2 separate regions of the Sus scrofa genome follow, and region 1 is linked to region 2. A link is a contact called in public promoter capture Hi-C data. All regions are on one chromosome and are shown on one strand. The core of a region is the stretch at or near the end of the contact, and the rest is flanking DNA. Distances in the headings are between cores, read along the strand shown.

Evidence for each region. Promoter capture Hi-C pulls out the DNA fragments that hold promoters and counts their contacts.
Region 1: a promoter capture Hi-C map of fetal liver shows a contact between it and region 2, with 2.6 times the contacts expected there. The contact joins the promoter of SYNGR1 here to the enhancer-like site in region 2. A contact is called at or near these places in 3 of 5 promoter capture datasets (fetal liver and liver), 19 of 47 Hi-C or Micro-C datasets (adipose tissue, alveolar macrophages, blood and 11 more) and 1 of 2 datasets of contacts at active chromatin or transcription factors (skeletal muscle).

What each region holds. Positions count from the first base shown.
Region 1 is chr5:8,898,211-8,904,625 of Sscrofa11.1, forward strand. It overlaps SYNGR1 (synaptogyrin 1), which reads right to left and starts at 3,980. Exons shown (of 4, transcript NM_001244066.1): 1 at 3,862-3,980. The coding sequence starts at 3,960.
Region 2 is chr5:8,784,032-8,790,011 of Sscrofa11.1, forward strand. All of the region lies in intron 1 of MGAT3 (beta-1,4-mannosyl-glycoprotein 4-beta-N-acetylglucosaminyltransferase), which reads right to left. Among named protein-coding and RNA genes, the nearest start is that of MGAT3, 20 kb to the right of the region's middle. Within about 2 kb of position 1,775, at least 4 of the 83 cell types and tissues checked have an H3K27ac peak or open chromatin away from gene starts, as enhancers often do. A contact at or near this core is called in fetal liver, where this site is marked.

The DNA of each region.
Region 1 (6,415 bases), core at 2,730-5,229, 120 kb after region 2:
CCACCCTACTTACAGCACCCTAAGTGTTATAGCCAAAGCCCTTAAGAGCTCAATCCCATATGGAAGTTCCCAGGCTAGGGGTCAAATCGGAGCTGCGGATGTGGCCCACACCATAGCCACAGCAACACCAGATCCCAGCCGCATCTGCGACCTATACCACAGTCATGGCAACACCAGATCCGAGCTGCATCTGCAACCTATGCCGCAGCTTGTGGCAACACTGGTCCCTTAACCCACTGTCTGAGGCCAAGGATTGAACCCACATCCAAACAAAGACAATGTTTGGTCCTTAACCTGCTGAGCCACAATGGGAACTCCACAGAGAATTAATTTTTTTAAAAAATCACCTCATCTACCAGCCCCAATATTCTTTTCCCATAGGTGATTTCAACATTCCAAAGCAAGGATATAAATTCCACATAGCAGGTGGTCCTTTGGATGAAATCAGTGAGCTCCCTGCTGAAACTCCATTTCCCCCCTGGCTCCAGAGAAAGGGGTCACTGACAGGTGGCAGGATTGGGCCCTTTTGACCCCGCCCAGCTTTTCCATTCCATGGAGAGGCACGGGGGCGGGGGGGTAGCCACGGCTGGTGCCTGGGGAAGCTGGGAGCTGCGGCAGATCTCCTGGTGCCCAGCCAGCAGAGCCCACCTGCCCGCCAAGCCCCGGTCAGAGGAAGCAGCTCTGAGCTTGCCCTGGACACTGACCCAACTCAGCCATCTCCTCGCCCAGGGCAGGAAGGGTCCAAGCTGGAATCTGCCAGAGGGCTCGCCAGCTCCCTCCCCACCTTAACCCAGGGGCTAATTCCTCCTTCCTCACTTCTTCACCCTCCCAGGTGAACTGGGGGGAAGGGGGGGCACACAGTGTGCACTGGATGCACTGGGGCAGAGAGGAGCTAAGAAAGCCTCAGGCAAGAAACAAGGGGGTCCTGCCAGGTCTGGTGGTTCGGGGGGGGCTCAGGTTCCAGGGTGGGTCCAGGCTTGGTGAGTCCTTGAAGCTAACGTGGTCTGGGGGGCCAATTCCCAAAAAAATAACAGACATAACAGAAAAAGCTCTTTCTTCTGCAAATGGTACAAGACCACGAGCCCATGTGCACACATTGCTAGGGCCCCTCCAGCGCTTCGGAAGGGGTCTGGGTAGCACAGGAGGCGTCCTGGAGAGGAAGCAGCAGCCTGTCTGTCCGGGACAGGGGGACGACTTCCAGGACATGGGACTTTCAGTGCTGAAGCTGGGAAAGTTCTGGCAAACCAGGGTGAACTGGGACTCGATGATGCGCAGGCTCTATTAGCTGGAAGGTGAAGCTTAAGGCCTGCCAGACCCCGCGGTGGGTGCAGGGAGCAGGAGGGCGAACCGCAGGTCTTTACGTGCCTCTGCTGTGTGTCCCCAACGTCTTAAAAGGTCTCAGCGCCACTTGTTTTTGAAAAACACTGGAAGGAGGGAGTAGCCCCTCCCTAAGTGGTGGGATCACATGTGCTTTTTTTTTTTTTTTTTTTTTTTTTTTTGCGGTAAGACACACAACATAAAATTTACCATCTTCACCATTTTTAAGTGCGGTTCAGGGGCGTTAAGGACAAACGTATTGGTGTACAACCATCACAGGTGATTTAGGTTTTTCCAGTCATCAGCAGATATTACTTCTACGATCAGAAGAAAACCTACCTTTTTTTTAGAGCGCCCATCAGCCTGTATCGGGTGCCTCTGCTCACCCAAAGGTAACGAGCAGGACTGGGAGACTGTTGGGGGGCTGTGGGGGGGACTTGGGCATTGGATGGGGGTGGACCCCAAAAACCCTTATCCTTTCCAATCCTGAAATCCCAGGATGCCACACTCCTTCTGACCCGGGGAAAGCGCTGTGCTTCGGAGAGAGGGATGTGGGCTCAAACCCTCCATTGGCCCCTTCCACGCTCCGTCACCTTGGGCACCTCTTAGCCTCAGGTTCCTCGAGGGTGACACAAGCTGCTGGGGGAACCAGCTGAGTAATGGTGACAGCAGGGCTCAGTTACTTTGCCGCCTGGAACGTCCTCCCGCACCTTGATGTGTGTATATGTCCCTGTCCTTCCAGGCCCAATGTGACATCACCTTCTCCAGGAAGCTTCTGATTCCTCTCCTGGCTCTTGCGGCCTCTGCCTGGGGGTACCTGGCTCCCTTCCCAGCGGGACCATAGGCTCCCTGAGCTCCGAGGGCTGGGCTGCGTCTGAGTCATACTGCCTTCCCTGCAGGCCTAGCCAACTCAATAAAGCTTTGCTAAATGAAGCCATCAGAGGAAGAAGTGACCCGGGCAGACGGAACGCCCACACCTCCTCGCAAAGCCAGTGACTTCACCCTCCGGGGCCAGTGGCCCAGGGGCCGGCAAAGGGGAGCAGAGCACAGAGCCAGCCCACCTGACCAGGCAGGTAGCTCTACCTTTGCCAAGAACCTGCCAGGGTCTCTGGGGAGCTAGAGACACCAAAGATGAATGAATTGAGCGCTACAAACCCTCCCGGATGTACCCAAGGTGCCAGGCCCTGTGCCAGCCCTGGGGACCCAAAGACTAAAGAACAGGGCTTCCCTGAAGCCCTCGAAGGGCTCCCTACCTGGTGGGCACTTGGAGGAAAGGATTTCAATGGGGCCACACTCCCTGTGGCACATAAAGGGAAGGTAGCTCCCCTCTTCCTCGGGGAGGTGGGAGATAAACATCCAAGCTGTCCCACCCATCACACCCTAATACGGGCCTGGAAACCCAGGAAGTGAGGGAGCTTCAGCACCCCACCAAACACAGCTGGCTTCACGCATAGCCTCCTGGGGTGGCCGATGGTACCCCTGCCCAGTGTCCCTTATCCAGGACCCAGGCCTGTAGGGGCAAGACCCTCTATTGAGGGTGTCTGGGCAATGGCCAGCCAGCCTAGGGAGCCCCAGGTACCCCTCCCCAGGCAGCAGCCAGCCTCCTTCCCCTGGGGTGCAGCCCAGGCCCTGTGAAACCCCTCACCCCCTGTGCTGACTGCTCGCGCCTCCTCTCCCAACCCCAGGTTTGAACAGGGATCCTACTCAGTACTGGGGGGGTTGGGGGCAATTCTGCCTGAACCGACCCCTCAGCTCCGCACTGTGGGCAGGGGACCCTTCTCCTGGGCCCCTCCCTCCTCTGGCATCTAGATTTTGACACGGATTCCCAAAATAGCAGAGCCCAAGGAGGTCCCAAGGAGGCTCCTCCCACCGCTCTACAGCTCGGGAAACTGAGGCAAGCGAAAGGAGATGACGCGCTGCCCACCTCGCAATTTAACTCCTCGTTTCCCGTGAACATTTCTCGGGTGGTTTCCAGCCCAAGGTCACGCTGCGGAGAGGCAGTTCCCGGGCAGAAGCCAGGTATCCAGCTGCCGCCGCATCGCCCCACACGGTCCTGGCTAAGCCACGAAAACCCGGTTTCCTGCCCTCTCCTCCCTGAACGCCCCTGGCAAGCACGCGTGTACCCCCCGAGAGACGATCACGCCCTGATCCACCCCCCGAAAAATGCCACCCGAGACCAGGGTTTCGTCCCCACTGTCGCCGGTCCGCCCGGGCGGCCGCGCGCTACCAGAGCAACCAGAGCCGCGAGGTGCCTGGTCGCGGCCTGGAGGTCACGGCGCTGGGGGGCGCGCACGATGGGGGGACACAGGGAAGACAGGGCTCGGGGAGCAGGAGCGGGCACCCCCGGCGAGTGCCTGGACCCCCGCGCGGGCCCGGAAAGGAGATAGGAGTGGGCGCCAGTACCCCGGCGCGACGGCTCCCTGCCCGCGGCCGCGCCCCTGTCCCGCAGTCGGTGGGGTCGGGGTCTGTCCGGGCGCGCCGCCCTTCCCAGCGCCCGCACCCCGCCCCACCCCCGGCCTGGCCGGGCCGCCCAGCCGTCCTTACCCAGGACACGACGCGCAGGATGGTGTGCGGCTGCCGGACCAGGGTGTAGGGGTCGAAGGCGCCCCCGGCTTTGCCCGCTCCGTAAGCACCCCCTTCCATCGTGGCTGCACCCGCGCGGTGCCCCCCGCTCGGCGCGCGCCGCCGACCGGTGCGCGTGCGCGGCCCCCCCCCACCGCGTCCCCTGCTGGGCGACTGGCGCGGCCGAGGGCTCCACGAGGGGGCGTCGTGCGCGGAGGGCGCGTGGCCGGCGCGGCGCGGCGCGGACGGGGGGAGGGGCGGGGGCCGCGCGCGCCCTCGATCGCGGGGGCGCGGTTGCTGCGGACCCGGTCCAGGGCGCTCTTGTTTCTTGCGCGGTGACCTCTTTGCTAAGTGGGGGCGGCGGGGGCGAGGGGGGCCGAGGTGTGTGCAGAGGGCTATGTGCAGCCAATGCAGGACGTGTCCACGGTCCGGGGGCGGCCAGTCTACCCGTGCCTTGTTTCCTGTTGCTCTGTCTGTCCCCAATTATAGGGAGCGGGGTGGGGGGGGCGAGTTTATCATCCTCCTCACGGGGTGCTTGGCACACAGCAGAGGCCGCAGGAAGATTTCTGGAATGAATGAACCACGAAGGAATAACCCTCTTCTCAGAGCCTTCTAAAGCGCAGCTCCCCCCGCCCCCAGGACCTTTCCACCTGGCTTTCACACTGACGTCATGTGGTCCCCGCATCTGCTCACCCCCACCTCCAGCCCGCAGGGCCCGAGACACCTGGGAGAGGCTGAGGCCGAGGAAGGGCAATAAATTCTTCAAGAGACCACCCCCATCCCCGTCCCCTCCCACCGCCATTCCCTCCCCCTCCCCTCCCCTCCCCTCCCCCAACCCCCAGCACAACACCCTTTTCCTTAATCCAGTAATTATGGCATTATTTGTTCATTATCTTTGTCTGCTAGTCTTTGGATGTTATCTACCTTGTTCACTGCAGTAGCCGAGGGCCGGGCACGCAGCAGGTGCTCAATAACAAATCCTCGTCCCCATCACCCCCATCACCCCCTCAAAGCTTGGCCTAAGAGCTCCAGGTTTTGTGGAAACTGAGGCTGGCTGGAGGAGTGTTCGCCACAGTGGGACTAACACCTTCCAGGTCTGGCTCTTACGATGACCTGGAGTTCTCGGGGCCTCTCTCTGTGTCTCCACTGGTTCCAGGAGGGTTGAACAACGGTATCTCTAGAGGCCTTTGCAGCCCTGGTGATGACAGAGCATCCGGCATTCTGTCATCATGACAGGACACTAGATCACCAGGTCCTTAATGAGTGGGTGTGAGGACACCCCTTTTTTTTTTTAAATTTTTTTTTCAGGGCTGCACCTGAGGCATATTGGAGGTTCCCAATAGGGAACCTACCATACGCCACAGCCACAGCAACGCAGGATCCCAGCTGGGTCTGCGACCTACACCAGAGCTCATGGCAACAATGGAACCTTAACCCATTGAGCAAGGCCAGACATCGAACCCGCAACCTCATGATTCCTAGTCGGATTCGTTAACAACTGCGCCACGAAGGGAACTCCCACATTTTTTTTTTTTAATGGGCAAAAGATTTGAACAAGCACACTTCGCCAAAGAAGATATACAGGTGGGAACTAAGTACATGAAAAGATGTGCAACATCAGGGTTCCTGAGCCTGACTAGGAACCATGAAGTGGCAGGTTCGATCCCTGGCATCGCTCAGTGGGTTAAGCATCCGATGTTCCCGGGAGCTGTGGCATAGGCTGGCAGCTGCAGCTCCCATTTGACCCACAGGTGTGGTCCTAAAAGACAAAGAAAAAAAAAAAAAAAAGAAGCATGGGAAAATTTGGGGGGTATGATGGAATAATTCTTTATCTTGTTTGTGGTGATGGTTACACAGTGACAATGTAGATTTGCTAATACCTGCAACAATGTCCAGAAAAAGAGTGACTTTCATTGTATTGAAGTTATATCTACTTTTTTTGGCCCATGAAAACTTGCTAAGTTATTTTCCTAGTGATTGTACACCCACACATGTGGAAGTTCCCGGGGCCAGGGACTAAACCTGAGCTACAGCAGTGACCCAACCCGCTGCAGGAACAATGTCCAATCCTTAATCTGCTGTGCCACAGGGGAATGCCTATATCTAATTTTTTGGGGGTGGTGGGTGGTTTGTGGGTTAGGGCCGAACTCACAGCATGTGGAAGCTGCCAGGATTGAATTGGAGCTGTAGCTGCCAGCCTAGGCCACGGCAACTCAGGAGCCAAGCTGTGTCTGGCACACCAAAGCTCCTGGCAACACCAGATCCTTAACCTCCCGAGCAAAGCCAGGGATTGACCCTGTGCCCTCATGGATCCTAGTTAGGTTCGTTACCTCTGAGCCACAACAGGAACTCCCTAATTTTTTTCTTTTTTAATGGAGAAAAATGTGTACGAGGATGATAGGCTAAATCAGTGAGTAAAATTCAGATCAGTGAGTCATGTTCCATCATTTATTCAGTCAGTAAATATTTATTTGAAGCCCATCTTGCATTAGGCTTTGTGTTAGGCATAGGGCCCTAAGGGCGAAGAATTTAGAGA
Region 2 (5,980 bases), core at 525-3,024:
CTTGCATATTATTTTTTACAATTAAAAAAAATTTTGTGTGGCCGTGCTGGCAGCATATAGAAGTCCCCAGGCCAGGGACTGAATGTGAGTCCCAGCTGCCACCTACGCCACAGCTGCAGCAACCCCAGATCCTCAAACCCACTGAGCCGGGCTGGGGATGGAACCTGCACTTCCGTGGTGACCCCAGCCCCTACCAGTCAGATTCTCAACCCACTGCTCCATGGCAGGAACTCCTGGTTTTTGCAATTTAAATAAACTTCCTATTTTAGAATACTCGTAGCTTATCAGAAGTTGCAGACATAGTACAGAGGGTTCCTTAACACCCCTCGACCAGGCTCCCCCAATATTCACACCCTACATCACCATACAGGCCCTGGCTAGGAAACTGAAACGGGGACATTACCTGAACTGAATGCCACCATTTTCTTAGCATGTGCCTTTATCTCATGAATGAACCTGTGCAGCAAGAGAGTACTTTCAGCTCTAACCACACAGTCCAGGAAGGTAGGCGGGCCGGCCACAAGGTTATCCCCATTTGGCGGAGTGGGACCAGTGACTTGGTTGGGGCGACCTACCAAGTCACAGGAGGGGCTGAGACCGGGATCTGTGAAACGGGTAGAGATGCTGGGGTGAACTTTTAGAGCTTGAGGCTGGAAGACTCCAACATAACTTTTCTCCAAGCCACATGGTCATAAGCTACAACATCATGAAATGTTTGAGCTAGACCCAACGGGTTTGTTCAGCTGCACCCATGGCAGACAGAAGTTCCCAAGCCGGGGATCGAAACTGCACACGGCAGAGACCTGAGCCACAGCAGTGACCACCGGGGAACTCCGTACAACAAACCTGAAAGATCCTCTCCTCCAACCCTTTGATTCTGTAGAGGAGGCCCGCCCGTCCCGGCCTCACCTCGGTAGGCGTCCTGAGCAGGCTAGTGAGGGGCAGTCGCAGTGCCAGTCTCCAGGCTAGGTAGGACTTGTGCTGTCAGGTCCCAGACCTCCCATCTCCTCCAGTTTAACTGCTGACCCCCCAGAGCCTGCCAGCAGGTGGCTGGCACAGCTGACTGTAGGAGGCAGGACAATCGAGGGTGGGCCTGACCTCTGCTAAATGTCAGCTGCCCTGGGGCAGGTGTGACTTATCGCCATTGGCTTTGGGGAAGGCTGGAGGGAGGGCTGCTCCTTGGCAACACTCGGAAGGGGTCTGCCAGTCTCCTTGCCCGAGAGTGGATTCCAGCCCCGCTCTGGCAAAGTGAGACTGGGCGGGCCAGGCCAGCAGGGTGAGTGGAGGGGCAACCAATGGGCTGCGGCTCAACAGAGGCAGGCAGATAAGAGCTCTTGCTGCAGCAAGGAGCAGGCACAAGGCAACACGGCCAACTGCAGAAGCCTCCAGAGGGGCCCCCCGGCGGGCTTTCGAGACCTTGCAAGGCAGACTGTTTTCCCCACTTGGGGCCTGTCTCTGTGGGACCCCCAGTCCCAGCCCTTGTTGGCCTGAAATGGCTGTGAGGTGGGCGGGCAGGGTGGGAGCTGCTGCTCAGCCTGAATCCCCTGGCAGCAGTGAACGAAGGCCTTAGGAAGGTGAGAGACACTCAGGGAGGCAAGTATACGCCCTGCTTAGAGCAAAGGGCCCCCTCTGGCCCTGCTGGGGTCACCCTGACCCCGCGGTCCCATGGCTCCCTGGCCAGGCTGGTTTTCAGGATCTAGTTACAGCTGGCCAGCTGTGCCCTTCACAGGCAGACTCACCAGGGCCCGGGATCCCCCTCCTAACTGCTGGGGCCATGTGATAAGGCTCAACAGTCTTGCTGCCAGGAATCCCGGAGCCGGGCATGTCTCTCTCACCACTCCGGCTGCCAGGAGACTCAAAGACAAGTCAGCGCCTCTCAGGCCAAGTTTTCCGGGACACCTTCTCTTACCGCTGCCTGTTTTTTCAACTCTTCCTCTTCTTGCCCTGATTCCTTTTTATCTTAACTTCAAGTATTTTTGTTAAGTCCTTCAATTACGTTTAAAAAACATTTTTTTTGGTCTTTTTAGGTCTACACCCTTGGCATATGGAGGTTCCCAGGCTAGGGGTCAAATCGGGAGCTGCAGCTGCTGGCCTACACCACCGCCACAGCCACATCATATCTCAGCTGCATCTGCAACCTACACCACAGCTCACTGACCCAATGAACAAGGCCAGGGATCAAACCTGCATCCTCATGGATACTAGTCAGATTTGTTTCCACTGAGCCATGACGGGAACCCCTAAAAACTTTTTAAAATTAAAGTATAGGAGTTCCGTCAGGGCGCAGCAGAAACGACTCCGACTAGGAACCATGAGGTTGCAGGTTTGATCCCTGCTCGCTCAGTGGGTTAAGGATCTGGCGTTGCCACGAGCTGCGGTGTAGGTCACAGACACGGCTCGGATCTGGCCTTGCTATGGCTGTGGTGCAGGCCAGCAGCTACAGCTCCCGATTTGACCCCTAGCCTGGGAACCTCTATATGCCACAGTGTGGCCCTCAAAAGACCAAAAACAAATAAATAAATAAATAAAATAAAAGTATAGCTGATTTACGATGTTGTGTCATCAGACACACGTTTAAAGACTGCCTGGTATATAAATAAAGTGAATAAATAAATAAGCACTGGCACTCGGGGTCTCATCTGAGTCTCACCCCCCCCGGGAGGGGGGGAGCCTGAGGATGCTGTCCGCCCCATTTTGACAGACAGGGAATTTGAGATGCAGAATGATGGCGATGTCCTTTCCCCAAAGGACATAAGAAGGTGACTGAGTCAGAACTCGAACCTAAGTTCCATTCCCAAGCCAACCTCTCCTCCTTGCAGCTGGGACCGTAGCCCTCCCTGGGCAGCTGTCCCAGCTGGGGACTAAAGCCGTGGAACCCAATTAGGTCCCAGCTCCAGCATTTCTACTTCTGTGATAAAACTTCATCAGAACCATCAGGGGTAACCACAGGTGATGATGGCTGACACGCAGAGGCCAGCTGCTGTCCTGAGCTCGTTAGAGCCTGTTCTCACTGAATCCTCCCCACACGAAGCAGGTACCACTGTCATTCCCCTTTTACAGATGAGGAGACTGAGGCCAGACAGATGATATGACTTGCTCAGTGACACACAATTAGTAAGGGTCAGACTCCATTCGGTGGGACCAACAGATCATTCAGTGGCAAAGCTGCCCCGGGGCCCTCCATATGTCAGGTTCAACCCAAGCGGGGTGATAAGGGCCCCACTGAGCATCTCCCGGTGACCAGGGAAGACAAGCCAGGGGATGGAACAGCCACCACTGCACCCAACCCACACAACCCCTCGCAGGGTGTCACCTGGCCCATCTCCTCCATTCACTCAGCAACCGCTTATCAAGAGCCTGCTGGGTGCCAGGCACTGCTCTGGCCCTGGGAGCACAGGAGACAAGGCCTACCAGAACCCCCATCCATCCCCAGCCCCCAAACCCCACCCTGAGGAGCAGGTGCGGGGGGAGCCGGGCAAGGGACCATGGCAACCAAAATGAGTCCAATCACAGGGCACATCAGAAAAGTCCCGCCCTGGAGCAAGAGCAACGGTAAAGGACAGGAGGGCGTGGTCATCAGTGATGGGAGGGGCCAGGGCAGGCCTCGCTGAGAGGTGGGGCTGCGGGGGCAGCAGGTTCCGGGCAGAACAGCCAGCGCCCAGGAGAAACCACAGGAGGGCAGAGGGGAGGGAGGCGGATGGGCAAGATCGCACAGGGCCTGGGGCCGATGCTGGAAGTGTGGCTTTCACAGGAGGATTCTGAGCAGAGACTAGGGCGGAACAAGCTCACTTGGGCTGCTCTGCGGGGAGCAGACGGTCACCTCAAAGGCAGGGCAGGGAGAGCAGCGAGGAGCCCGCTGTACGGTCTAGACAAGAGGAAATGGTGCAGGAAGCTGATTCTGCTGCATCTGCCCATGATCCAGCTGTGAGCGGGGGAGTGGATGGCCCCCGGACCTGAAGGATGGACAGCCCTTGCCGGGGGTGGGGGAGGCCACCCAGCGCAGCTGCTGTGGAGATGCTACATGGCAGAGCTGGAGCGGGAGGCAGCTCTGATTCTACAGGGTCCTCTCTCTAAGCACTGCCCGGCGCACTTCAAAAGAGAACACCTCATTGGGGAGACCATTCCACAGCCCCCACCCCGTCCCGTTCCCAGCGCTCCTCACTCGGAGCCCGTCTCCTGGGCTGTTCATGTCCCAGGTGGACGTGAGCTCCCAGGGCATAGAGCTGGAATGGCAGGTGCTCAACAAGAGCCACCTCCACAGGCTCACTGTCACTTGCACACACACAGACTTGAGAACCGGATACCCAGTTCCAATCCTGGCTCTGCCATTTGCTATCTCTGCGGCCTTGGGCAAGTTAAGAAGTTGCCTCCTTTTTCTCATCTAGCAAATGGGGGCTCGGTAACAATCCAAGGAAAGTGCCTAGCACATAGAAGTGCCCAATAAGCTTTAGCTCTTAACCACTACTGTCACTCTCCTGCCTGGAAGCAGAGGGCCTTCAGGTGGGTGGAGGGGCGCAGCTGGTGCAAAGGCTTGGCGCCAAGCCCTCGGCAGGGCCTGGGCCCTGGTGGGCACTGTCTTGTTTAAGAGCAGCGAGGATCAGAGTGGGGGCTCACAGGCATAAGTGGAGTCTGGCAGAACCTGAGCCTGACGGGGGAGTGGCTGGGAAATGGTGCCCTGCTTCCTGGGGCTCCAGGGAAAGGAGGAAGGAACTATGAGTCTCCCTGGGAGCCTCCCTAGAAGAATCCCCAGCCCGTAGGCACCCCCCAACACACACTCTGTGATTTGCACCCAGAGCCAGTGGCCTGGATCTCCTGCATGAAGGTGATGGGGGCTTCCAGGTAGCCAGATCATCACAGAAGCCAGAGGCTGACCCTGACCCAGCATGGTGGCAGGACCAGCCCTCCCTGGGCCCCTCGTTCTGTACTGACTCGTAGCCACGGCCATGCCACAAAGGCTCCAGCTGGGCAGACTTTCTTCCTCCCCTCCCTCTCTCACTTCTCCTGTGACCTCCTTCCTTGGGCTCTGCTTGATACGCTTAGGAGGCGAGAGAAAGAAACAGATGAGCCAAACCCCACGACCCAGGTACAGCCTTGGGGTCTGGGCGTTGGCTGAGTCCGGTGGGGGCTCCTTCCCAGAGAGAAGACAGATGCTCCCTGGAGGTCACAGGCTGTGACTCTGGGGCTAGCCAGGCGGGCAGCGGCCTTCCGGATGCAGACAAACCTGATAGCTGCCACCAGGGTGTAGCCGGCTCCTGTGGAGCTCTCCGTGGTCCTGAGCTCACATGCGCTGACCAGGGTCCTAGCTCGGCCCTGGCGTGCCCCTGGATGGCCTTACCCTGGCCCTGACCAGCCTCCTCCATGGTTCAGCAGCTCCTTTCGTAAGAGCCACTTCTCCTGCCTGCCACCCTCTGGCCCCCTTCCCCATCTGCCTCACAACACCTGACCCCGGGGGTCCTCAGCTCTGCAGGAGCCAAGGGACACTCAACCCTTCCAACTGGGATGAGAGGCCAGCTGTCATCTGTGTCCAGCAGTGAGCAGGTCTGACACCGAGTAGTTGCTCGAGCACCCTCAGAATATCCATGGGAGAAATCTTAGAGGTCACACAGCCCGGCCTCAGCCTTAGCTCCTGGCAGGAACAGACCCACCTACAACCCCCGACCCAAGAGGCCCTCCAGGGGGACCCTCACTACCTCTCCACCTGCTTCAAAGGCCATCGTGACTTTGAACCGGAGTCTGCCTTGCACCTGGCCCCAGCCCCGCCCCATGTTACCCAAGTACGCTGCCCAGCTCCACGAGGGAGGCAAGAGGTGCATCGCTGCTGCAAACTCTGCCGTGCCCAGCAGCTCTGACACACGGTGCAGCCAGTGGTTACGATGTTGAATCTGAACACTGCCTCTGACTTTGGCGAGTTCCCTCCTCCATAAAATGGAGGTATGGCAGTTCCTATCTCATGAATCAAATGAATGAATCCTTGCAAAGG